Linked DNA regions of Mus musculus: region 1 is linked to region 2. A link is a contact called in public Micro-C data. All regions are on one chromosome and are shown on one strand. Each heading gives the region's core, a stretch centred on a gene start, on an enhancer-like site or on the middle of the called end of the contact. The rest is flanking DNA. Distances are from core to core; before and after follow the strand shown.

Region 1 (7,929 bases), core at 4,410-6,909, 300 kb after region 2:
TGTGCTATTCACAATGATGTGTAACAGTATGACGTGCAAGTCTAGCACAGTGTTGCATCAGACTATTTCTAAGAATATGCCCTCAGTCACTTTCTTAAAAAGGGGATGCGTAGGTCATGCAAAATTGAGAAAAACAGGAGAAATATAATGGGCAGTATTCACGGCAAGGAACAGTTGTAAAGAGCACCCCCCTTGTTTAATACAAAGTGTCTTAAGCACTTATGCTGGGCAGACACAACTGAACATTCTGTCTGGAACTAAGGAGTAGCAGACACAAGCTGTGCTAACTTATATATTACTGACCAATGTATAAAATGAGACATCAACCAATTACTATTGTTTTATAAAGTTATTGCCATAAACGTTGCTACTGAATTCCTCCAAGGTATCAAGCACTGTAATGGGCATGCAGTATGAAGAGGCAGTGCAGATTCAGCTGTTATCTTGGAGGATCTGAAAGTCTAGTGGGTAGAGAAAAGTTTTCCTAAAACAGGACAGATATTTGTTGTGTAAATGTTAAGGTAAAGTGGATAGTACCTAACTGGGGAGGCTGCACAGTGTTAGTGAATTCAAATTAAGTGTTAGTGAATTCAAATTCTTAGTGTAGGGACTTCCACAGCATACAAATATTGAATCACGGCATAGTAAGTGATAGGAGATTGGAAATGAGAGCATAAGGACACAAGATAATATCATGCTTTAAAATTGTAGGAGAAACACTGAGGCCGGTGCTTACTTCAAGAGACCGAAATACGTATCAGGAAGTGATTTCCACATAGGCCAGTGAATTATGTAGAACTGAGAACAACACTTTGAATGGAATGAACGTTTTCTTCATTCACACCAGGGATTCAGTTTTGCTCTTGCCATAGTGATATGCTCTTAATCTTCTACTTCAGACCTTCTTTGCCTTTCCCTTTCTCTATTCTCTATGACCACAATACCACAGGCAAGGTGAGGAAGGAGACTAGCTTATGGCAGTGGCCCCCAGGAAAGCACATTTTTCTGTCTGTTTAGCCAGTGTTTTCACTTTTTAAAAAACAACTTATTGTTCTCTATAGACAAATAATTCTCAATTGAATACAGCATGTTACTGATTGTAAGTCATACTTTTATTTACCACAAAGAAAAAACTAAAACCCCTGTCACTTATAACTGCAATGCGTCATCAGTCAGAAAGCCCATTGTGAACTGATGTATGTTAGTAGATTGGAAGGAATCAGTTAAAGTTCTAATATATGACAAGCTGCAGGAAACATTCTGTACCAGACTGTACTGTGGTTATTTATTCTCACAGTCTCTTAATCACCATGAAATGGGCAAATACAGGCTGTAAAATTGTGTTATTTACACTTCAGTGATGGAAATAAATGTTATGTTACTCATTTATAGTATATCATTGGCATTGGGTAGTGGATTCTGCAGTTTATGACAATCTCTCTCTCGCTCGCTCTGTCGCTCTGTCGCTCTCTCTCTCTCTTTCTTTCATATGTGTGCACACCCTCTGTGTGTGTGTGTGTGTGTGTGTGTGTGTGTGTGTGTGTGTGTGTGTGTGTGTGTGTACTTCAAGTGAGATGGGAGGTAAAAAGGTTAGGAAATACCCATTTATAACTAATGAAGTCTTAGGACAGCCTAGAGCCACAGAGGGAGAGATGCACATCAGTGGTGACAGAGTAAACCTAGTTACAAATATGGGTGTGTTTCCCTCCTCCTTTCAGATATTGCAGAAAACCCCAAGGCTATGTATCAAATGTAGTAACACAATTAAATAAAAAGACTCTGATCATGAATGACTCCTAACTTGTTTGCAACCAATAATGATCTTACTGACCACTTATTGAGCAAGAAATATGTATCGTGTTATGTGTGTTATGTCACCATAGAAATTACATTAATTTAACACTGGTCTTATGTGGTGTACTTAACTTTTTACTAAATGGTCAGTATCTGACAACTTTGACGAGATGGTCATTTGTTTCTGGCTAAGATGGGACTCTTCCTTTGACTAAGTGATTGTAGGTCTTCTGTTGAACCTGCTGCACAATAATAATGTAGAAAACTAAATGGCTTCCTATTCAGTCTACTCTCCATTGTAGGATAAAAACTGACATCATGATGGTAGCTAAGTATCAATTTTTTACTCATTGCAAAACCACATTTGCATGTTTATTGAGGTTTAGCAAATAAAACATTACTGCTTACGGCTTCTCTCTTCTACTTTGTACTTGGTTTGTCTTCTAGAAGAGGCTGACAGAACTTTAATGGTCTGGTTAAGGTCACCACATGCTAGTGTATTGTTATCATTTGGTTTTCAGAAAAAGAAATACCCACACAAAGCACTCTCCTGAATATTCCTATCATAGGTATGAAAGCTCTCAATGAAGATGTATATAAAATGTGTGCATCAATACCTCCTGAGACACAATTTAGAAGAGATTATTTGATTCTTTCTCTGAGGCTTCTTTTTACCTGTTCTTCCCTTTGGTAGCAAGAAAGGACATGTGCATCTTGGGCGTGGATGTACTTCTCAGTATTCTGTCCTTAATTATCACACTAGATTATTTTTCTTTTCTTTTTTTTTATTTTTCTTTTTAAAAATTTTTTATTAGGTATTTTCCTCGTTTACATTTCCAATGCTAGCCCAAAAGTCCCCCATACCCACCCACCCCCACTCCCCTACCCACTCATTCCCCCTTTTTGGCCCTGGTGTTCCCTTGTACTGGGGCATATAATGTTTGCAAGTCCAATGGGCCTCTCTTTCCAGTGATGGCCGACTGGGCCATCTTTTGATACATATGCAGCTAGAGACAAGAGCTCTGGGGTACTGGTTAGTTCATAATGTTGTTCTACCTATAGGGTTGTAGATCCCTTTAGCTCCTTGGGTACTTTCTCTAGCTCCTCCATTGGGGACCCTGTGATCCATCCAATAGCTGACTGTGAGCATCCACTTCTGTGTTTGCTAGGCCCCGGAATAGTCTCACAAGAGACAGCTATATCTGGTCCTTCTCAGGGAAGGCTGGCGATCTAAGCACTATTACTATTGCAGCAAAGACATACTCTACTTGGTATGCATTACAGACATTGATTGGAGGATGAGGGGGGTTAGGAAAGTTAAGATTTCAGAAGATGACAGTCTAGATTCTTTAAGTCTATTTTACAATGTTTTTCTCTAGCCTAGGCCAAGAGACATAGTCAGTGAGGAATTTCATTTTAGAATTATTTTACATTTGAAGTTTCTAGAATTTGGCACAATTTCTAAATGTGTAGTGAGATAAATGGATGAGGAAGGGATTAACTTTAAAAAGCTAGATTTTGATTTTGTCCTTTAATTCATTGATTGCTTGTTTGTGTCTGTCATATCCCCATGTATGTACTTAGATTTATGTATCTGCATGTGAAGGATAGGAGGATTTCGGTGTCTTACTGTGACTTTGTACTTTATTCCCTAGGAAGAGGGTCTCTTACTGAACTTGTATGTAGACTTGTGGCCAAGAAGCTCCACAGAGCCCCTGGAAAGGAGTAGCTGAGAGAATTCTAACCTGATTGATGGTGATCTAGACTTTTGCAGCTTTGTTGTAGCTAAAATACATTTGAGGTTCTTATGACACACCTTGGGGGTATCGACTGGACTAGTGATGTTTATCCTTCTATTCATCAGAAACTTATATGAACTTGCTTTTCCTCAGGCATGGCTCTAACAGCTTTACAACTACTCTTTGAGGAAGTATGATTATCCTTATATTGCCCACATTTTATTTTTATAATTGCCATAGTTGTCTTTTATGGGATATAATGAGGATCTGTGCTATGATTAATTTAATTCAACCACACAAGATAGATAATCTTCTATTTATTTAAAGATTTTTCTTTTTATTTTCATTCATGTATGAGTGTTTACCTACATATTTGTATGACTATCACATGCAGTGTCCATGCGAGTCAGAGGAGAGAAATAGATTCCCTGGAATTAGAGTTACAGATGGTTGTGGGATAGCATATGGGTGCTGGGAAGCAAACCCCTTTCTTTCAGAAGAGCAGAAATGACTCTTAATTGATGAGCTATCTTCCCAACTCTATACCTTCATTCTCATAGTAGCAAATGGAGAACTGGCTTGTATAGCTTGACTGCTGTCATGCATCTTTTTTTTTTTTTTTCTCTTCAGAGGCAGATGGATCTTTGAATCAGAACAATGAAGGGACCCAGTCTCTCCATGGAAGTGGAGACTGTACATAATTTTGCAGGGGGCTTGGGTTTTATATGGTGAAAAGGGGGATTTGGGGATAGAAGTTTCATAATGCAGGTCAGTTCTCCTGAAGTCTCAGTGGAGGTTGGAGGTTGCTGGTATTTTCATCTTCTTATCAGAAGCTTCCCTGGGAAGCTACCACATGCCAGCAGTCCACAGATGATCCAAGCAGAATCACATAGCCTTCTAAGTGTATGTATTCTAAATATTAGTATTTAGATATGTCAAATAATGTAAATATGTAAAGAAGGAGGGAGGTAAAAACTGTTCTCAGGTTTACAGGGCTGAAAATGAGGCTCAGGAAATAAAATCATTTGGACAAGGTGATCTGGTGTTTAGTCATCTGACCTGACCTTTACTTCAGCAACTTCTGATTCCCTTCACTACTTCTTCACTAGCAGTGTCACATGTAGAATTATGTACTGTTCCCTAAAATTCATAGGCTGTGCCTGTTTCTGTGACTGCAATTTAAAAATTCATCTCCCAGTGCCATGTCCTATGACTTGAATTTAATGAGATAATTAAAGTAAACTAATGTCTTATGGGTCTGCCTTAATACAATATAACTGATTATTTTAAAAAAAGAGGTCAGGGGCCAGGGAGATATCTCAGTTGATAAAATGTTTCAAATTCATGAAGACCTGCAGATCCTCAGTAACAGCATTTAAAAAAATGAAATAAATAAACAAATAAAAAGCAAACATCGTAAAAAAACAACATCACAAACAACAAAAACCCGAATGCTGATATCTATAATTCCAGCACTGGGAAAAGGCTAGCTACAGGTGGGAGATCTCAAAACTTAACTGATCAGTCAGTATAGCCAAGGAATCAGTACCAGGTTCAGTTAGAGACCTCGGCTCCAAAACAATGGTGGAGCCTCTTGAGTTTCTCCCACAGCTCACGAGCCTGCTCCTATCTTTCCTGAACGTTCTCCTTTTAATAATAAACACTATGATCCTGTTTCCAATAATAAATAGTAATTAATAATAAAAGAAGATTGAGAACTGAGAACTGCAGAAGGCACTCAATAGTGAACTCTGGCTTTTACACACACACACACACACACACACACACACACACACACACACACACACACACACACACACGAAATATACATCCCCCCCGTGAACGAATGAACACGTACACACATAGGTAAAAGAAAGCATCATGACACAAGACACGGCAACTGATGATATCTTCATCCTGGGTTTTAATCTCTAGCATTGTGAGAAAATATGTTCCTCTAGTCTGAAACATCCAGTCCCTAATACTGTGCTCTGGGAGACTTGGGAGTCTAACTGAAGCAGTAAGCATCCTCTGTTGAAAATAAAGAAGGAATGAGGATGTTGCTCCACGCCAGTTCCCTGCCTTCACCAAGCCCAGAGGTCAGATGACTTCCTGGGATGAAAGCCAGCTTCCTCTTGCTGTTCCTCCAGTCGGTCAGCAAACGCCTTCTTCCTGTTCTAGTCTTCAGTCTTCTAACTTCCCTCCTGCGACGGGGCAGATCGATTCTAGAACAAAACCAAAAGTGAGAATGCTAAGGTTGGCACTCTCACTTCCTCTTTGAATATAGTACTTGCAGAGGGGCACCCACTGGGAGGGAAGAGGCAGGTGTCCCAGGGACTCTGCGCTGCCACCAGTTACAGATCGTCATGTTCTCTCATGGCCTCCACTGGTTGCAGAAAATGCCAGGATGATGCCTCCCTGGCTCCTGGCTAGGACTCTGATCATGGCACTGTTCTTCTCCTGCCTGACACCAGGAAGCTTGAATCCCTGCATAGAGGTATGTGTCTTGATCGCATGTGATCACACCCTTTCCTGCTAGCCTGCCTTGTTTCTCAAAACTATCCACAGCTCAGAGCTCCCTGTGTGTGCTCTGCTTAGTTTATTTTGCACGAAGGAGTTAAACTAACCAAAAACTTGAGAAGCCTTGGCAACAAAAAGCCTCAGTGTTAACACAGGGCAGGAACAGGCAGCCAGGGGTGTCTTGTTTCATTTAAGGCGTCTGAGTCATGATTTAGGGACTTGAAATTAGTAAAACTAGTTTATAGTCATTGTTCTGTGACATACCTGAGAGTCGTTAAAGAACTTACTGAACGTCTCTGAGGCCAGTATTCACGGGACGAAAGCATGACTGTAATCACTGAAAAATGTAAGTAGGCTGTAATTTCAGGGCTTTCTGTGGGAACTCTGGCCACTCAGCTTTTAGCGGTCATTCCTTCCCTTTCCAAATCAAGTGAAGGTAGCTGTGTCTTTTCTGCTGCTTTCGAAGCATCTTTGAGATGCTTTGAGTGGTAGCTCAGCAGGTAAGGTCAGTGGCTGCCAAGCCTGATGAAAATCTGAGTTCAAGCCTCAAGCCTCACAAGTTAGAGGCAGGGAATCTCCTCCTTTAAGATGTCTTCTCACTTGCAAGTGTCTGCCTTGGCAGGTGTGTATATGCATGAGCACACACACAAATGAATAAAGGGAACAATTGTCTTAAATGAAAGAATTTCTATTAAAAAATAAAACAACAAAACACACAAAAACACAAAGACTTTTCTAAGTGATTTTAGTATTCTGCAACTAATTCTAGGAGATAAAGAAATGGGAGGGGTGAGGGAAGGAGAGGGACAGAGCAACTTAAAACATCAATTAGTTACTGCTAAGGCAGTAACTCCCGTTTTGGTCGAATACTGAGTCGTGAGTAATCTGACCCATGACTCATTCTTGTTTTCCTCCTGCACAGACCACGCAATTATCTTAGAAGCTCACAATAGAACTGAGCAAACAAGGAAGGAATTCGGGGTGAGGTAGGCTCAGAAGCTCAAAACTGGTTCAATGAGTTAAGATACATGACATTCACATGGGGAAAAATACTGTTAATTTTAAAAAGTTATAATCACAGTATCTTGCTTTCTGATTCCTCAGTTATGTTGGCAGAGATGGAATTTCCAATCAGTGCTACACTGAGATAAAATCCCGTTGCTCTTGGTGTCTGGTGTGCTTTGTCAACTCTCAAAGCTTGCTTGTTCCTTCTGTAAGCCAGGTCTCAGGGCCCTTGGCCTTGTCTTCAGGAGTGATTCCTGACTGGTTTCCTAGTTCATATTCCTTTCTATACCCACACACAGTTTCTTCTTTATTTGTTGTTATTGGTCCAGGGGCTTAGATTTATCAAACTACTCCTTTATACTCTTAATAACTCTTTGGAACCATGATGGTTGCTTCATCCTACAGGGCCTTAGCACTGCCTAAGCTAACTACACACACCATCATCCCTCACCTAGGTCAAGGCTCACCATGCTAAAATTATGGAATCCCTGTATATAGTTTAAAACTTCACTGTTGATCAAATTGAAAAATTAAGAATAAATGCATCAAATTAGTTTCAATGATTTTTATGCAATTAAATATAGTTATGATGCGTGAAATATAATAAAAGCATCCCACACTAACACTGGCTAAGCACTAGCCTCAGGTCTGTCTCCAGCCCTATGGACAGGCCGAGGAGAACATGTTCTTTCCTTTAGCCAGGGTCTGTCTCACCCATGCCTGCTCTGTGTCTCCAGAGCTCTGAAATTGCTCTTTTCACCAGGCTCCATAAGTTACCATGGCTGGCTGATGCCAAGCACGCCCCACATTTCCAAATTCCTGCAGCTGGCTGGGGTGTACTTTTTTTTTATTAGATATTTTCTTTATATAC
Region 2 (6,818 bases), core at 258-2,757:
GCGGCTGTACTATATTGAGATGCCTTAATCTGGAAGAAAATGACTTTCTTTAATATCAGCATTTATATTTCAACACCAGGCCAATGCAAATTTATGTAAATAGACATGCAGATCAGCTGCTACCCTGGCATTGGTGCCAGCTTCCCCTCAGGGATGTCAATGTAACAAAATTTAGCCATTGTCAATGATCTGAGCTACCACATGAGCAGACATTTCCTTAATTCCCTACATTTCTCAGACATGGAGGCAATACATATATTCACAGAGCTTGTGCTTTTATATGTTTTAATTTTATCTTTTTTTTTCCTTAGGTTTTCAACTGTGGGTAGTTGATACTCATTTACAAGGAGACCAGTTCTTCACTTCTATCTCATACTGCCTTTTCACACTCTTTGCTTGTGAGCCTTGCTGCAGTCCTGCAGGGGGGCCAAGCAAATGTTAGCATGGCTCTTGTGCTGAGGAGAAGTTTGCTCAGGCTCCCTCTACAGTTGCTCTGGTGCCTGTTGTAGCATTTTTAGACTTTTCCTGATGGTGTCATATCCTTTCTTTGCTGAGTGCAGGGAGGGAAGCTAGCAACCCCGTGGACTAATGGAAAGGAATGGCTTTTACTTTTTTCCTGTATTTTTATTTTATATGTATGGATGGGTTGCCTGAATATGCATGTCCATGTACCACATCTGTGCCTGGTGCTTCCCGAGGTCAGAAGAGGGTTTAGATCTCCAGTGAGAAGAGTGACAGACAGTTATGAGTCACCATGTGGGTGCTTGGTATGGAACCTGTGTCCTCTGGAAACACAGCCAGTTGTCACCACTGAGCTGTCTATCCATCTTCATACTGCTCTTTTGAAAAAAAAAAAAAAAGAGCTCGGGATATCCCTTAGTTGGTAGTGTGAGTGTCTATTATGCATAGAACATGGGTGGGTACTCCAGCCCAGCACAAAGCAGGTGTGTTGCCTGTTATCCCAGGGCACAGAAGGTAGGGGTGGGAGATTCAGACATTCCAAGGTCATCTTTGGCTTCAAAGAGAATTCTAGGCTAGCCTGAGCTACCTAGGGAGAGTGGGTAGTAGGACAAACACATAACCATGGGAAGACTAGCACTGTAATAAAGAAAAGGGGGTCATTTAAGAGCAAATAAGGTATCGCTAATAATTACACTAATGTAGCTAGTATAAACTTAGAAATCTTGAGAAAAGGTGAAGGCATGATCACCCCGGCTAAAAAGCAAAACCTCGATTTCTATGCACCATAGTGACTCTCTCTTTGTTCTGAGTTTTAGAAAGGTAAAGCATGCCCAGGGTCACATAATAAATACATGGCAGAGCTGTCTGTCCGATTCCAAAAGCTTGGGCTGTGGCAGATATCACAGATGGGGACTCTTGACATTCTAGCCACGAAAGAACTGACCGCATACTTCCTTTCTGCTCCCGGTTATGCTGCCAGCCATTGTCCTTGGATATGGGAACTCAGGTGAAGTGTGATGACTGTGCTGTCCCAGAAGAGGGCAGTGTTGCCATGTCAGCCAAGTCAGAGGCTACAGGAAACAGGAAGGAGGCCTGGATTGAGCAGGACTAGTGGCCTGGCTCAGCATCCCTAGAAAAGCCAGCCCCACCAGGCTGCCTCAAAACCAGCTGCTTCCCTGGCTTGCATCCCCTGAATCCTCACGGTAGATAAAGCTGCTGTCCCCATCACCTGTCTACTGGCTCCCATGATCCAACACCTGAACAAATTAGAGAACTCTGTGCCACCTGGGGTACAAAGAGGCCCAGAGAGAGTTTCCAGATAGAAAATAGGAACCGTTGCCATTTTTTATTTGCTCAGAATTATTCTAGAGCTGGGAGTGCTGTTGACATACTTGTTACCACTTAATCTTTAATAAGGAATCATTTTCATGGGGGAGCTGAGTTCTGGATCCATGCCAGTTTAGATAATTATATTCCCCCAGAAGACTGAAGCTGCTAAGGCAGAATTCTTTCCAAGAAGAGTGAGAAGTCTCAAAGACTGAGATTAAGTGTAAAATAGAGATTGGGGGTGGGTATCAAAAATGGTCTGTGGGAAAGAGACACCATGGCTTGATGAGGGCAAACCTCAAAGTGGCGCCACATAGCAGATTGTTTTTTTCTTCTTGTTTCCTTTGGGCTCATGGAGAGTGAGAGTCATTTGTAGTTTTTTGTCTGTAAGAAGGAATTCAAATTTTGCTCTTTTTAAAAAGGCACCTGATTTACAGGGGGTGTGAAACAAAGCAGAAAATGCTAAAAGGAGGGGGAATAACAGTTCACATGAGAAGAAAAATGAATACAGAAAAAAAAATCCTTTTAACAGTTTCTCTCATCTAAAGTGGTTAGGACAGCGTTTTTTACATTAACTTCAGCATTCTCTCAGAAGGGGATAAAAATGCCCTGTGATCCTCAGCTAAGAATTGCTGGTGATTTTATATCCTCTTGCTGGCATAGATCGTAATCAACCGGAAAAACCTCAAAATGACAAACAAACAAAAGACAGCTTTGTTCTCTGAGGTTCATTAGCTCCGGACAAGGCTGAGAAGCATCAGAAAATGAGGTGCTAGAAGCAGGCAATGTACAGAGGTCACGTTGGGGTAATTCAACTCTCCCCACTGTACCATCCTGTCCCTCTCTTTGGTTGCCAGAGGCCTGGTTGCTCCAAAGAATTGAGAGAAACTGAGGCTGAGGGGTACAGCTCAAGGGTGGTTAGAAAGAAGAGGCTCCTGGGCTAGTTCACGCTGAGCCCAAAGTTACTCACCTCTGCTTTCAAGGACATTACAGAGTAGCAAGCTTCATTTCTTCTTCCAGCCCAATCCCTCTTTGTTGCATCCTCATTAAGTCCAAATGGCATCTTATTCATGGACACATACGATTAGAAACCTCAAGGAAGCGGGTTCCTCTTTTCTCTTTCTCACCATTATTGAATTCAATCTCTCCTTCCCACCACTCCCCTGCCTTCTTCCTTCTCCCTTCTTCTTCCTCTGCCCCACCCCCACTCTTCACATTATTTCACCCTTATTTTCTTACCTATGACTACTTAAATAGAATCCCGTCAGCACACTATTATTGTTATATTATATTACATGTATGTGAGTGTTTTGCTTGTATCTACACATGTTCACCACATACATACCTGGTGCCTGTGGAGATCAGAAGATGTCATTCAACCCTTGGCACTAAATTTACAAAAGGTTGGATACTATCATGTAGGTGATGGAACCTGAAATTGGTCTTCTGCACAGCTGCAATTGCTCTTAACTGCTGAGGCACTTCCTCAAGGGATGCCTTCAGCTCATTTTTGATAGCACAGTTTCTCTCCAAAGCCTTTCAGAAGCTTGTTTGTCTACACAACCAGCTTGAATTATCGTAATTTGGTGTCCTAGGTCTTTTGTGAAACGGCTTCCATCTGCCTTCCAAACTGTTTTTAGCCTAAAGTGCCTGACTATTTTCCGTTTTCCAATCATGTAATAATTCAGTTATTCCTCAACATATTCTCCTCTATGTCTTTATTCATTGTCTTAGTTAGGGTTTTTATTAGTGTGATAAAATGCCCCCAGCAAAATCAACTTGGAGAAAACTTAAGTGTTTATTTCATCTATGTCTCCAGGTAACAGTGCCTCACTGATGGAAGTCAGGAAAAGAACTCAGGAAGGGCAGAAATTTAGAGACAAGAATTGATATAGAGGCCATGAAGGGTCCTGTTTATTGGTTTGCTCTCAAGGCTTGCTCACTTTGCTTTCCTGTAGTACCCAGAATCGCTGGTCCAAGTGTGGCACATCCCATAGCAAGTTGGGCCCTCACACATCAATCATCAGACAAGAAAATGGTGCACAGGCTTGCCCAAAGGCCAGGTGGCAGCACTTTCTCAGCTGAGGTTCCCTATTCCCAATTGACTCTAACCTGTGTCATTTTGACATAAAATTAGCCAACACACTCCTGGTTCCCAACATCTATCTTTATCCTAGTTAAGGACCATGTTCTCTTGAGTGATGGCTTCACATACCTGCTTCAAATGGACATAAATCTTCTTTGCCTGTGAATTTCTCCCCAACTTTACATGCAGCACATGTTTTGTATTGGTATAATATTTAGAATTTTGAAAGTCATGTTTTATCTTTCCTTCCTTCCTGTGTGCAGTCTGCTAGGTCAGGGAATAATCTTCATTCTACACACAGATTAATCCAATGCTTTTTTGTATGGTAAGTTTGAAAAGGCAATTTTCTGCACAGATTAATGAGTACTTTTAAGAATCTATGATTGAAAGAGTGAATCAAAGTTTCATGGATGCATGAATAAATAACTTTGTGCATGGATGAATAAATGAATTCTTGTACTTATGCATTCAAATAGATCTTGGGAGGCCCCTATGCAAATTAACCCAGGAATAGATAAATGCTTGTATGCATAAATGAATAAAAACATACATACATGAATCTGTGAATGAATGACCAAATACTTGGATTTCTGATTCTTAAGACTGTTTCTCAGTGAGCAGTTGACTAAGATATTGCTGTCTATTGCTAGTATGCTATACTACCACCAAAATTTCTTTAATATTTAATGGTTTTACTAGCTAGGACCCTTGAATATGGGGCTGGAGAGATAGTTCAGTGATTAAGAGCACTGGGTACTCTTCCTGAGGACCTGGATATAATTCCCAGTACATATATAGCAACTCACAACTCTCTGTAACTCCATTTTCATGGGGACTCAATGCTATTTTTTTGTCCTTTGTGGTTACAGTATGCTTGTGATAAAGACATATATGCAGCCAAGATACTTTCAAATATAAGATAAAATTTAAAAAGAAAAATGGTTACCCTTGAATACACTCTTCTATATTGGCCCTTCAGGTGAGGCTACTTTATTTTTGCACTAAAATATTGAAGCCATGGCCCAAGGAAGACCACTTACCTGCCAGAAAGAAAAAGAAGAAGTGGGGCTTTCTCTGTCAGTCTTTTTACTATATAAGGAGGAGGAGGAGGAAGAAGAAGAAGGAGAAGGAGAAGAGGAAGAGGAAGAGGAAGAGGAAGAGGAGGAGGAAGAAGAAGAAGAAGAAGAAGAAGAAGAAGAAGAAGAAGAAGAAGAAGAAGAAGAAGAAGAAGAAGAAGAAGAAGAAGAAGGATGGAGAGGAGGAAGAGGAGGAGGAAATGGAGGAGGAGGAGAAAGAGGAGAAAGAGGAGGAGGCTATCTCAGGCTGGAAAGACTCAATGTGCTCATTCTAGGACTGCATATGTCAGGTATGATTTTTATTTCAGATAATGTCTAAGCTTGATACCAATTCAGTAGCAAGTTCGAGCAGATCTCCTTATTGTTCAAGGCAGAAATTGTCTTTCCTGCCTAGTCCATCCTATGCTAGTGAGAGGAGGATACACTACAGATTTTCTCTCCCATTTCTCCCTACTTTATGGTCCTTAATGGAAACCATGCCTGTGAGAGCCATATTTGGTCCAGTCACTGAATTATTCTGGTGTTAATGATAATTCTTTATTATCAGGATCAAGCTATGGGGAGTCTTCTGGCACACCTCTAGTGTGTATTTGTCTAATCTCCTTAGGTTGTTTGAAGGGTTTTAGCCCACTCACGAATAGATAGCAGGAACAGAATTGCAGTGTATCACAAAATGAATATACCAGAAAGCTTCACTTACATCCAATCAAATACAATTATACTTTAGCCTTTAGGAGGATGATGATGGTGAGACAGTCATAATAATAGCAAAATGATGGTGCTGGTGCCAGAAGGAGAGTAATCCCAATGAAGATGGTTAAATGTAGCCTGATCCCACATTTTGCTCAATTACAACCTATGGGATTGTGTACATAAGAAAAATATTTATGTAGGAGACAAAACTGGTCTAGACTGATAGTCAAAACTGACAGTTGAGCAATGTACTGTTAAAGTAAAGCTAACTTAGGGCATGAGGCTTAGACATGTAAGACAATATACTAATGTTCTCTGATAAAATAGAGGCATCTTACTGTGAGATAGTCAGCTATAGACAGAAACAAAATGAAGTATATTTACAGGTACAGACTTAGCCTGCCTCTAAGAAGACAAAATGTACCAAGATAGAAACACTATTAAGTATAATCCTGTAGACCTGCCCAATTCAACATCCTGTTTGTCTGAGTCATCTGAGTGGCTATCAAAGGAGCTGGCAGAGATAGAAATATAAGAGTCACGTTAAACTTTTTCTGTATTTACCACATTGTTACTCTGTGTAAGCACATATTATATACTAGTCTGTTTAATCTTCACATAATCCTAATAGCTGCACCATTTTTCCAGTATAGAAAGTAGGGTCATTATAATTTTATTAGTTGGCCTTGTAAGGCTAGGCCTTTTGCTACTCATAATGTGATTCATAGACCAATGCTGCAACATTACATGGAATTCTGCAAGTTTTGTGTGTGTGTGTGTGTGTGTGTGTGTGTGTGTGTGTGTGTTTTAGGCCAATGCCAGACCAAAATTCATATGAATTTTAACATTCCATGTTACACATGGAAGCATTGAAATGAAAGGAATAGCATGTATACTACATTGCACTTGGCCCTCCCCCCACCATTCTCTTTTCCCAGAAACAAGGGTCACTCACTGTGGTCACAGCAAGAACAGAAGGTTGATTTAGATTTGGGAATTCCCAAGGATTTCTCAAATGGCTACCTATATCTTTCCTGGTGGGATGGAAATCTTCAGGCCCAGGGTCTATAGGGTGCAATAAACTTTGTGTTGTTGACCAGTTGTGGGATTTACCATAACTTCTTTTACTGCCATTCAATGATAGGCTTTGGAATCTCAGCAGACTTGGGCAATTT

What was found. Hi-C and Micro-C count contacts between places; a contact is called where the count stands out from the background.
Region 1: a contact with region 2 is called in a Micro-C map of the AtT-20 cell line, with 5 times the contacts expected there. The contact joins the promoter of Tlr4 here to the enhancer-like site in region 2. A contact is called at or near these places in 2 of 39 promoter capture datasets (both in embryonic stem cells), 1 of 484 Hi-C or Micro-C datasets (the AtT-20 cell line) and 1 of 115 datasets of contacts at active chromatin or transcription factors (bone marrow-derived macrophages).

The regions. Positions count from the first base shown.
Region 1 is chr4:66,821,892-66,829,820 of GRCm38.p6, forward strand. Tlr4 (toll-like receptor 4) reads left to right here and starts at 5,660. Exons shown (of 3, transcript NM_021297.3): 1 at 5,660-6,030. The coding sequence starts at 5,941.
Region 2 is chr4:66,522,149-66,528,966 of GRCm38.p6, forward strand. No RefSeq gene overlaps it. Among named protein-coding and RNA genes, the nearest start is that of Gm25480, 19 kb to the right of the region's middle. Within about 2 kb of position 1,508, at least 18 of the 459 cell types and tissues checked have an H3K27ac peak or open chromatin away from gene starts, as enhancers often do. A contact at or near this core is called in the AtT-20 cell line, where this site is marked.